Linked DNA regions of Mus musculus: regions 2 and 3 are each linked to region 1. A link is a contact called in public ChIA-PET and HiChIP or PLAC-seq data. All regions are on one chromosome and are shown on one strand. The core of a region is the stretch at or near the end of the contact, and the rest is flanking DNA. Distances in the headings are between cores, read along the strand shown.

Region 1 (3,951 bases), core at 518-3,017:
TAAAACACAAATTTCAAATGATGGTCAACACATTCTAAATGTTGCCCATGCTAACCATGTCCTTTTAAACGATAAATGTACTACTATACAGGAGGCTCACTATGGTGTTTGTCTTTTGATTAAATTAAATCGCATTTTGAAACTCAAATTTTTTACATATCTCCATTTGTAGGTATTAATCTGAAACAATTCAAGTTAACAAGCTTTTAGTTGCCTATGGGTTACTAAGTAGAACCTGAAAAACTAACCTTTACTGCAGAAATGGACAGCAAATTTGAAATAAATATGCCAATGCACCCAGGGAATGAAATTTCAGGTCTTTCACTTGTGTTGCAGTTAAGTGGACACAACTTACTACCTATGTATAAAAAAATAAAACAGCCTCCAGTTACTCGCTTTTCAGCTAGCCACAAACATGAAAAAAATGTCGCAAAGAAAACTCTTCCAGGGTAGAGTCCCAAGGATCACGTGCAGCCAGGCGGAACCCTGTGTTCCTAAGGCTGTTCAGCCGCTTTCGGTTACCTTGGAGACTACACAACTAGTCACCCCGCCAGCCCATTTCCCAGCAGTCCTCTCGCTACTCTCCTGCACCTTAACTGCAGCAGCGTCGTGCGCAAAAAGCCAGCAAGACAGGCAGAGTTGACCAAGCACTTGGACACGCAAGCTTGGCAAGCTCAACAACACCCACAGACTGAGCATAAGTGAGCCCTAACTTCTCAAGATCCACGTGTCGGCTTCGGCGACGCGAACAAGAGTGGGTCTCCCTCAGACGGAGATTTTTCCCGTTCTACTAATCAAGCCACTCTTCAGGCACTCTTCACCCATGCCTGCTACCATCCTTTTGCCAGAGAAAAAGAGACATTCTTGGGGAACGAAAGAGAAGGCTAATGCCCTTGCGCACCTTACACTCGACTCAAAGACGTACTTGAAAATTCAACAGAAACGGGAAGTCCTATGGACAGAAAACCAGTCAGGTTACCCCAGAAAGAGAAAAAGGAACCACCACCTGTTCCCTACCTGTTTTCTCCGCCTTCGAATTAGCACTTACAAATCACAGCTCCTTTGTTTACAAAGTTCTCACTCTCATTCAACTCACTCATCGCCCCCTCATTAAATTCGGGGCCTTGCCTCAATTTGACCCGAAATTACACGCTAGGAAATGTTTGAATAGGTGTCAAAACACTGCATCCAGTTCCTTGGAGAAACAGACATTGGTTGTTTCCCTCGGAGAGTTGAAACTCAGAGAGCTGAACTCTTAAAACCTGTGCTTATTCCATCGATAACCAGGCTAGAAATCGTCACGCGGAACGTGCCATGCTGTTCAACACCCCACGCACGCGAGGGCAGGGCCGTGCCGTAGGCACTTCTCACCCCGCCCGCCTCGTGGTCTCGGTCTCCGGCGTCGATGTTCCTAGTTAGTTCTCCGAGCGACACGGAAGTGAGGTCGGGGAGGCGTGCGAGATGACATGCGCAACTCGCTCAAGGGACCAAAGGCTGCACAGCGTAAGGCCCAGCCAGGCCCAGGCGTGCGAAGCTCTCTCTGCGGAACGCTGGGCAAGCCGTTCAAATACACAAGTGGTTTAAACTCAAAAAAACTCCAATCGGGCCACTATTGAAGCGACGCCCTCCACCCAGGCCCGAGAGTTACCGTGCGGGGCGTGGCCGGCCTCACCCCGAGTCCTTCACATCCCTCTAGGGGAGGGTTATTCTGAAGGGTTCGCACACCGTGTGTCCGCTTCAGCTGAAGAGCCTGCGCACGCACCGGATGTCCACGTCACTGCGCACGCGCTCCTACCAGCTTGGAGCCGACCGCGCAGGCGCATAGGGAGGCGCGAGCAGCACCTCTTTGCCCCTCCCCCAACATCAGGAGGCCAAACAGCCCGGAGCAGCGTCAGGACCCTTGGGTTCCGCCCACGGAGCCGAAGCCGTAGCCTTTTCGCATTTTAGTAATCCAGAAAGAACTTATGAAGCTTCCAGAATCAGGAAAGGAGAGACAGGAGAGAGGTACACAATACGCTCAATCCTGTATTCGAAGCCTTCGTGAAAATTCTGAAACCACTGCCCTCCAGGCCTTTCCCAACAAGACTCTTCAGCCTTTCCCAGAGACTTCTCACCGGCCCCGCCCCTGCCGTACCCAGCCCCACCCACATGAAGCTTCATAGACCTCCTGGCTTCGCAAATCCTTCAAAAAAAAAAAAAAAAAAAAAAAAAAAACGGAGGACCTCCTGTACAAAGTGCTATGGGGTTGGAAAGTACCAGAACACTGGAAAAGCTTGAAGCAAACACCACGAAAGAAGAGTAAGCAATTTTCCAATATTCGCCAACAAAGAACACTAGGAAAATTCGAGAAAGCCTTGTTGAGCGCAGAGAATGGAAGTTTATGCCTATATTCTCAACACTGAGGCTGAAGCAGGATTGCTGCGAGTTCGAGGCTAACCTGAATTCTATAGTGAGTTCACGTTCCAGAGTAGGCTAGGCTGCCAAGACACCGTGCTGGAATGAAAAGCAAAGCAAAGAAAGGTTCTATAAAGGAAAAAGAGCTGCCACTAAATTGCCTGATACCAAGATGAAAGATGTCTTAAAAAGAAATGGTCAAGAATATTTTTGTTGTTGTTGTTGCTTCTTCAAGACAATGAAGCTTAAAAATGTAAAGAAAACATTAACCAACAATGTATATTTTTGTTGTTGTTGTTGCTTCTTCAAGACAATGAAGCTTAAAAATGTAAAGAAAACATTAACCAACAAGTATGTCAGACAATTGCCAAACTAAGTCAGAGAGCAATAATTCTCAACCAAACATCAAAAATTTTAGGTTTTTTTCTCTACCATTTACTACTTTCATGCTGCTAACCTACCAGTAAATGTTTAAAGTGAAAAGGAGTAATTACGAAATAATTAAGTAGAAAACATAAAATGCAGTCCATATTCCCAAACTTTTCACTCTCAAGAGATAATAGAAAAACTTATTTTGTGCTAAGTGACAATACAAACACTTTGAAGGAAACCAAGAATGTAAGGATGGAGCCAAGAGGAAGGACAAGGATAGCCAACAGGGTTGATCTGACTTGCTTCGTTTCACTTAGCTATTTATTCCTGAGGAGATACGCAACACATAGGCAGAAACTGAACTAAAGTTTACAGACTTCTGAAATCCATGATTCAGGAAAACCATTCAAGATCTTAGAAGACTGAAAACCATTTCTTTAACACGTTCCTCTTCTCTGACTCAAGAACCTTTCCTACTAAACCAAGATGCCTTCTCGAGGGTTATAATGGTTTCTCAAAAAAATCTCATTTTTCTGAGACTAAAATTTGAGTTTATTTACTAGTAAAATGTCTGCCCCTAAGGTATGAATGACTCGGTAGCATCTCAAAAAAAGACAACCCAAATAGCATCTCTAATTGGAAAAATCTACGAGAACAACTTGCATGGGAAAGTACAACAGAAATGCTCTTTGGTGCTCTTTCCCTGCTCCAAGCAAACATGAAATACCAGATTTCAATTTTCAACAATTACTGATTTTCATTACTGAGTAGCTAGTTTCCTGAGCATATTGTCAATCACTTTCCCAAAATCCTAAGAATGTCTGCCCTCACATTCAGGGCTTTCTCATTGTTTTCTCTGAAGACCTCTTCTCACAATTTCTAGAGCTTCTTGCAGACCTCCATTGCTGACTCAAAAGGCATGACTTTCTTACAACTCCATCTCCCTACAGGTGACAAGATTTACAGCTTGCTCACCCTACTGCTTTTCTCTCAACTACTGAAATGGTCCTCCAGATTAATTTGTTTTAGGTAACAACAAATTTCTAAGATGCAGCATTAGATCCCTTAATAGGTACAATACCCATAAGTTTTCAAAGTGGAGTCTAGTTAGCCTATAAAAAGTAAGAGTCTGAGAGTTCTTTGAGCATTTGTGTTTTTATATTCTAATCTACAATTAATAATATA
Region 2 (3,740 bases), core at 632-3,131, 260 kb before region 1:
ATTAAACGAATTGGGGAAAATTTTGTATCTTAATGTTGAGTCTTCTGGTCCACGAACAGGGTAGGTATGGGCAGTATGTTCAGGTCTCCATTTCTCTTAGAAATATATTTTGATTCTCAGCATATAGATCTGGTACATTTTATTTAGATTTAGCACTAAACATCTCTTTGTTTGGGTGCTATTCCAAGGCATGCAGATTTTCTACTTGAATGTCCAATTGTTGTTTCTAGCATGTAGATATATCTGGTTCTTGTAGCTAGAAACTTCACTAATAAGTTCACCTCCTAGAGACAGCAGCTTTTGGTCTGGATATACATAGTTTAGTGATTCTCCTACTAAAGGCCATCTTGGTTGTTTCCAAGTTTTAGTGACGAACAAAGCTGTCATAAACACCCTTGATGCCCTGCAGTGGCGGTGCATGCCTTTAATCCCAGCACTTGGGAGGCAGAGGCAGAGAGGCAGAGGCAGAGAGGCAGAGAGGCAGAGAGGCAGAGAGGCAGAGAGGCAGAGAAGCAGAGAGGCAGAGAGAGAGAGAGACAGAGAGAGAGGGGCAGAGAGAGAGGGGCAGAGAGAGAGAGAGAGGGGCAGAGAGAGAGGCAGAGAGAGAGAGGCAGAGAGAGAGAGAGGCAGAGAGAGACAGAGAGGCAGAGAGAGAGAGAGAGGCAGAGAGAGAGAGGCAGAGAGAGACAGAGAGGCAGAGAGAGACAGAGAGGCAGAGAAAGACAGAGAGGCAGAGAGAGACAGAGAGGCAGAGAGGCAGAGAGGCAGAGAGGCAGAGGCAGAGGCACAGGCACAGGCAGGCCGATTTCTGAGTTCGAGGCCAGCCTGGTCTACAGATGAGTTCCAGGACAGCCATGGCTACACAGAGAAACCCTGTCTTGAAAAATCAAAATAAAAGTAAAATAAAATAAAATAAAATAAAAATAAACAAATAAATAAAAAACCCAAACCAAACCAAACCCCACCACCACCACCACCAACAACAAAACCACCCTTGCTGCACTGGCAACACCTGAACGATCTTTAAAATGCAATTTTACAACTACTTGCTGAATCAGCTCTGCATTTCCACCAAGTTCAAGAAGTCATTCCCACACAATCTTTCTCCAAACTTTATGCAGACAAGAATCATCTGCAGGCATTTGTTGAGCTGCATCTCTCAACATTTTATTTGGTGGGTCTGTATCAAGAACTAGAGACCTGCATTTTAACAAGCCTCTTGGGTTATTCCTATGCAGCTGGCCTCATTGGCCACACTGAAAATGCGCTAACACTATTTCTCGCTTAGGATACACAGGTGATGGTCAATTATTTCTACTAGTGTCTAGCAGAAAGAGGCCTTTAATTGATCCAGAGTTGAATGGAGGCAGAAGTGTCTGCGCAAATAGATTGAAGTCCATTTTCTCTCCAATTTTTGCCAATTATATCGGTGAGCCTGAGTATCTTCGACAGTAGTAAACAGGGCAATAACCTGCCCCAGGAAAAGGAACTTGTCTGTCAACTTTCTGAGTTTTCTGTCCCCAGTATCCACGTCCGGAGACTTGGGATGAGTCGAGTTCCAGGAGGACAGCCTCCGGTGGTTCATTCTTGCCAGCTCAGACTTGCCCGGAAGCCAACGCCACCTGGCCAGAAGGATGTACCCGGGTAGACGCGCCTGTGTCACCCCGCCTGGACTACACCCTCTCCGGGATCAGCCCTCTAGACCGATGCCGTCATCAATAATTCAAGGATCGCCTTTCCATTGGCTAGAGCTTCCACCCAGTCGCTGGCAAACGCCCAATGAGGAAGGACCTGAGATCGCTGCTGAATAATGAGCGCGCGCCCGTGACGCAGCGGCTGATGATTGGTCGTTGCGGCAGGGGGCGGACCCAGGAGCGGGCGGCGGCGAGAGCTACTGTCGGGCACAGAGAGCGAGCGACGCGGGTTCTGGGGTTCTTACTGAAGTGCGGCGGCGGCGGCGGCAAGTTGTGGGGCGGCAGCATGTTCAGCTGGATGGGGCGGCAGGCTGGCGGGCGCGAGCGCTCGGGCGGCATGGACGCGGTGCAGACGGTGACGGGCGGCCTGCGCTCTCTGTACCAGCGCAAGGTGCTGCCGCTGGAGGAGGCGTACCGCTTCCACGAGTTTCACTCGCCAGCGCTGGAGGACGCCGACTTCGAAAACAAGCCCATGATCCTGCTGGTGGGCCAGTACAGCACGGGCAAGACCACGTTCATCAGGTAATTTGCCTCGTCGGCTCGCTACCCCTCCGCTAGCGCACGGCCTGCCCTCAGGTTACACTCCGAGCTTGGTGGCCCGTCGCCTTCCCGGGTCCCGTTTCCCAAGGCTCCCTCCCCTGAGACCGGCCCCCAGCGCGCTGCGAGCCCCTTCCTTGCTGTTGCCAAGGCCTTCCTTGAGCCTGTCACCCTGGCCTGGGAGTGCAGGAAAGGGAGAGAAGGCAAGGCTCATCATTAGTGCAACCTAGTGCTGAAAGTGATAATGAAGGAATGCGGCTCCTAGGTGGAGAGGTAACCTTCCAGCACAGTGAGAATGAATGAACGAACGAACGAATGAATGAATGAGTGAATGCCACAGTAGGAGTATTGCCATGCCCTAGGTGCCACGTTCCGCCACAGCGGCGGGGCTGCTATCATCCAGCTTTATGGTCTATAGGAAGTTAGCCTACAGTGTAGCTGCCTCACCAGCCTGTGGACTGAAGGGGAGTGTCAGGTTACTGTTTGCTAGTTTCCATTTCTTCACCCTTGACAAACTGAAAATATTTGTCACGGTCACTCTGTCTCCGGAAGCAATAACCGGCTTGCCCTGCAGTTCCAACCACACAGCTTCCTCTAGAGTGACTCGATGAGAAATAATTTACAATGAAACGGACTGCTTTTTAAATGAGGCGTCTATTTCCCTATCTTTGGGAAGAATCGACGTTCAAATCCTTATCAGACGAAGCAAAGTGACTGAACATTTAAGATCTGGATCCTGAGTTTTGGAATTAGAACACTCATCATCATTTGATGTTCAACAGGTGTTCAGAAAACTGCATCTGTCTTGGGGACATGCCATTTCTTTTAGGTATGACCTCCTTTTTTTCCCCTCCTGTGACCTAAAGAGTTCCAAAAAAATAGAAAAGTTGTCACTACAAGAAATATGTTAAATCCAGGCCTGTAGATACACTGTGAATGAACTCAACAAAGGCAATACACTGTAGTTTGAAATGTGAACGAAGAGAGGGGGAAAATAATGTTGAAATTATTTCATGTAATGCTTTTAAATTAGCTGAAAACAGTGTTGAATATGTTAACTCAGAAATGAACCTAGAAATATTACAGTAACTGACAGATGCAAAGGGCTAGTTGAGATGGTGCTTGCCTGTAATCCAAGGACTGGGGAAGCTGGATCATGGTTATTTTGCCTTCCAGGCCAGCCTGGGCTACATAACGCAATCTAGGATAACCCTGACTAGACAACAAAAGACCGTCTTCAAAACAACAGCAATAAGAACAGCAACAAAACCTAGGAAACAAAAACAAAATAAATGGCAAGCAGGTGGTACATTAAGGTCTTGGTAGTCGCAGTTGTGAATTATCAGGATAATATTACAGGAGTGAAGAGAGAACTTTTAAGCTTAGAGCAATAAGAGTATAGCATTTTAAAATGTACTGGTGGCAGATACACAGCAGTCCCACCATTTCCTCCTGTACGTGCCATGGGCCTCACGGTACCTATGCATAATTAGGGAGCCTTTCTTGATT
Region 3 (3,511 bases), core at 964-3,463, 460 kb before region 1:
AGTTCATGCCACTTTTTAATATAAAAATTTTAACAAAACTAGTGTCTCTCTCATTTATTTCAAATTTTCCCTTCACACCCTTCTTTCAGACCCTAGTAGAGACTTTCTTTCCATGACTTTTACTACAGATTATCTTATTTTCTGTTGAAACATATGACACACCAGAGGAGGGCACCAGATCTCATTATAGATGGCTGTGAGCCACCATGTGGTTGCTGGGAACTGAACTCAGGACCTCTGGAAGAGCAGTCAGTGCTCTTAACCTCTGAGCCATCTCTCCAGCCCATTTTATTTTTATTTATTTATTTTTTAAAATACAACCCAGAGCAACCTTCCCAGGAGTGCCAGTAGGCTGGGCTTTCCCATATCAATTATTAATCAAGAAAATGCCCCCACAGAATTGCCTACAGGCTAATCTGATGGAGACATTCCTTTTAACTGAATTTCCTAAGTAACTCTAGCTTATATCATGTTGACAAAAAGCTAACCAGCACATCATAGTAAAATGTTAATAGCATTTAGGGAACATTTCTCTACAGCTTTTTGCTGTGGTGGCTTTTTGAAATCTACCTTAGGTAGAACCCTTAAAGAACAATAATAGGAAATAAGGTATTGTCTTAAGGTTTTACTGTTGTGAACAGACACCATGACCAAGGCAAGTCTTATAAGAAACATTTGATCAGTTGATCCCATTCTGGATTGATTGAGTCAAACGGATGTTTTAGTAATGTCTCCAGGTGCAGTGGCCTGAAACATTTGATCAGTTGATCCCATTCTGGATTGATTGAATCAAACGGATGTTTTAGTAATGTCTCCAGGTGCAGTGGCCTGGAGGCCAGGACAATGACTCTGTAAAGTGTTTGCCACACAGCATGAGGATCCGGGTTCGTTTGGATCCGTGTCATCCATGTGACAAAGCTAGTGCCCTTAACACTGAGACTAGAGACAGGTGGGTCCCTGGAGCTTACTGGCTTGCCAGTGAGCTAGGCTGGCTAGTTGTAAAAGGGGTGGATATGTCTCAGAAACGAGCAAACAAAAACACAGGCCATTTCTCATAATGTGGAAAACAGCTGAGGAAGACATCTATCTGACCTCTGACCTGAAACATTGGTCAGTAACAGTGGCTCGCCAGAAGTGCTTACCAGATTGCATCTTCATTAATGTATCTGACCTTTGGGCGGGCTTCTCTAACATCTCTTGCAGGTAGATTCTGAGGTTGCTTCCCAACATCCTCCAGTGCACACATAACAGTCCCGTATGCAATCCCTAGGGGATTATGCCCGGGCTAAGGAACATTAGCCTATAATGGCTTTCCTGTTCAAGTGTATGAACTTACTTGAGTTCATACTACTCTCCAAAGTTTGAGTAAAGTTGGAATGAGGTCTGAGCCTGAATTTTTCAAAACTTGCTTGACTAGGCACTAGGAGAGAATCACTGGTCTACAGCTTTAACAATGTAAACCTAAGGTACAACTAAGAATTAGCTGAAATGTAATGATGGTACTGAAGCAATCTATTGACTGGCTAGAGTGTGTCAGACTTGACAGATGTTCACGATTCTAAGCAATCTTATTTTGAAGAAGGTTTTGCAGAGTATGAAAGTAAGGCCTGCAACAATCTATTTCCAAAGAAAAAGAAAAGCCAAATTTCCTAAGTGGTATATCTCCAACCCAAGACTGACGCCAAGGCAGAAGTTCCTTTTTCCTCCGTGGTTGGGAGGGCTGGTTTTTGAGACAGGGCCTCATGTATCCTAGGCTGGCTTCAAACTTGATACGTACTGAAGATAACTCTGAACCTCCTGCGTCCTGGGATGTCAGGCTGCCATCTCTCCTGACACGCAGCCCAGTGAGCTAAATTCCTCTTTATCGCGAGGTCTTCACTAAGTTGACTGCCTAAAATCAGTTTCTCGGGCTGGCGAGATGGTTCAGTGGTTAAGAGCACTGACTGCACTTCCAAAGGTCCTGAGTTCAATTCCCAGCAACCACATGGTGGCTCACAACCATCTGTAATGGGGTCTGATGCCCTCTTCTGGTGTGTCTAAAGACAGCTATAGTGTACTCATATAAATAAAACAAATAAATAAATCTTTAAAAAAAAAAAAAAAAAGATCAGTTTCTCTTCTACCACCACAAACACCAAGGGACTCTGAGCAGCTGGTATGGATGTGAACTCGGGTTGGGGGCGGAGCTTCTGCTGCGGAAGGGGCGGGCTTAAGGCAACAGGAAGTCCGGCGGCGAGGATGGAGTTGTTGCTGAAGGCCCTGTAGCAGGGGTCCCTGGTGGAATACGAGTCTTCCCTGTTTTCGGACGGCAGGCTCCTCCCAGCAGCAGGGGCGGGACAGTGGCGGTGAAGCTCCCGCAGCCATGCATGACGCTTTCGAGCCGGTGCCGATCCTGGAAAAGCTTCCCCTGCAGATCGACTGCCTGGCTGCCTGGGGTGAGCCGCGGGGCCTCGGGTCAGGGAGGCAGCGGCCCCTCACGCCGAGCTATAGAGAGGCAAGGCGTCTGACCCTGTGGGTGGGCTGCGGACGCAGGCTGTCAGAGAGGGCGGACGTGACTGGACCCCGGGCGGCTTGCGTGATTGCTAAGGACAGTCCATTTGTGGACGCTCCGCGCTCTCTCTTGTGCGCTATGCAGTTGGAGGCTGAGCTCACATTATTAATGTGCTCTGTTGGGGCCCATTTCGGTTCCCAAGAAGTCTTGAGTGAAAAGGGCAAAGCCTGCCAGGTGCTTCACCTTGTTAAATGATTGCGGTGTGTTCTAGGTGACAGACAATGTTAGCACCGTATGCTTCAGAGCATTTAGTGTTCACTTAGTTTATTTTTCCTTTTAGTAGTTAGCTCATATAACTACCTTATGTCGTGAGGTGCCCAAGTTACCTGACTGAAGTGGAAGAGCATCATAACAGATTGCTGTGAAACCTGACCCATGCGACCTTGTATACTTTTTCTTGGGATTGACCAATGCAGAAAGCAAGGTCAGCATCCTTCATGTTTTCTGGAGTTCAAGAACGTAAATCTTGGCTCTCAGGCTACATCGAGTGCTTTTCTATGCATCGTTATTACCCATAACAGGCTACGTAAAAATAATTCAGTCTTTTCTGTTAATGTCCATGCCCTAAATATCAAGAAACATCAAGGGCCCATACAAAGGTAAAGTTCAGAATCTGTACGTAGAGTTTACCCTAAGGAAGGCACCACGATGGACCACAAGGAAATGTTGATGGTGACCAGTGTGCCGAGCATCTGTTGCTAGCGCTTCCCAGGCATCCTTGCAGGTTCTTTGTGGCCTCCTTAGAGGGATTCACATCTTTTTTTTTTTTTTTTCCCTGTGCTCTTCTTTGAGCAGCCCCTAGCCTCTGTAAAATAGTACCTCCAATGTAAACTGATGTAGTCCTTTGAATTAGGGAGAGAATAGAACCCAATTTCCTACAGCCATCTCAAGAAAACCTCATTTCCTGGAGGAAAGTGCTCTCAATAGAGAATAATACATGGAGGGGTTCATTTCTCTTTT

What was found. ChIA-PET counts read pairs in DNA pulled down with a chosen protein or histone mark. HiChIP or PLAC-seq counts read pairs in DNA pulled down with a chosen protein or histone mark.
Region 2: a contact with region 1 is called in an H3K27ac HiChIP or PLAC-seq map of microglia, with 5 times the contacts expected there. The contact joins the promoter of Ehd4 here to the promoter of Mga in region 1. A contact is called at or near these places in 6 of 39 promoter capture datasets (the HPC-7 cell line, cranial neural crest, erythroid cells and 3 more), 3 of 484 Hi-C or Micro-C datasets (CD4 T cells, LSK cells and neutrophils) and 3 of 115 datasets of contacts at active chromatin or transcription factors (bone marrow-derived macrophages, memory CD8 T cells and microglia).
Region 3: an RNA polymerase II ChIA-PET map of memory CD8 T cells shows a contact between it and region 1, with 7 read pairs. The contact joins the promoter of Vps39 here to the promoter of Mga in region 1. A contact is called at or near these places in 2 of 115 datasets of contacts at active chromatin or transcription factors (bone marrow-derived macrophages and memory CD8 T cells).

The regions. Positions count from the first base shown.
Region 1 is chr2:119,895,044-119,898,994 of GRCm38.p6, reverse strand. It overlaps Mga (MAX gene associated), which reads right to left and starts at 1,767. Exons shown (of 24, transcript NM_013720.2): 1 at 1,649-1,767.
Region 2 is chr2:120,152,716-120,156,455 of GRCm38.p6, reverse strand. Ehd4 (EH-domain containing 4) reads left to right here and starts at 1,881. Exons shown (of 6, transcript NM_133838.4): 1 at 1,881-2,216. The coding sequence starts at 1,981.
Region 3 is chr2:120,351,839-120,355,349 of GRCm38.p6, reverse strand. It overlaps Vps39 (VPS39 HOPS complex subunit), which reads left to right and starts at 2,213. Exons shown (of 25, transcript NM_178851.4): 1 at 2,213-2,435. The coding sequence starts at 2,363. It overlaps Tmem87a (transmembrane protein 87A), which reads left to right. Exons shown (of 20, transcript NM_001110496.1): 20 at 1-41.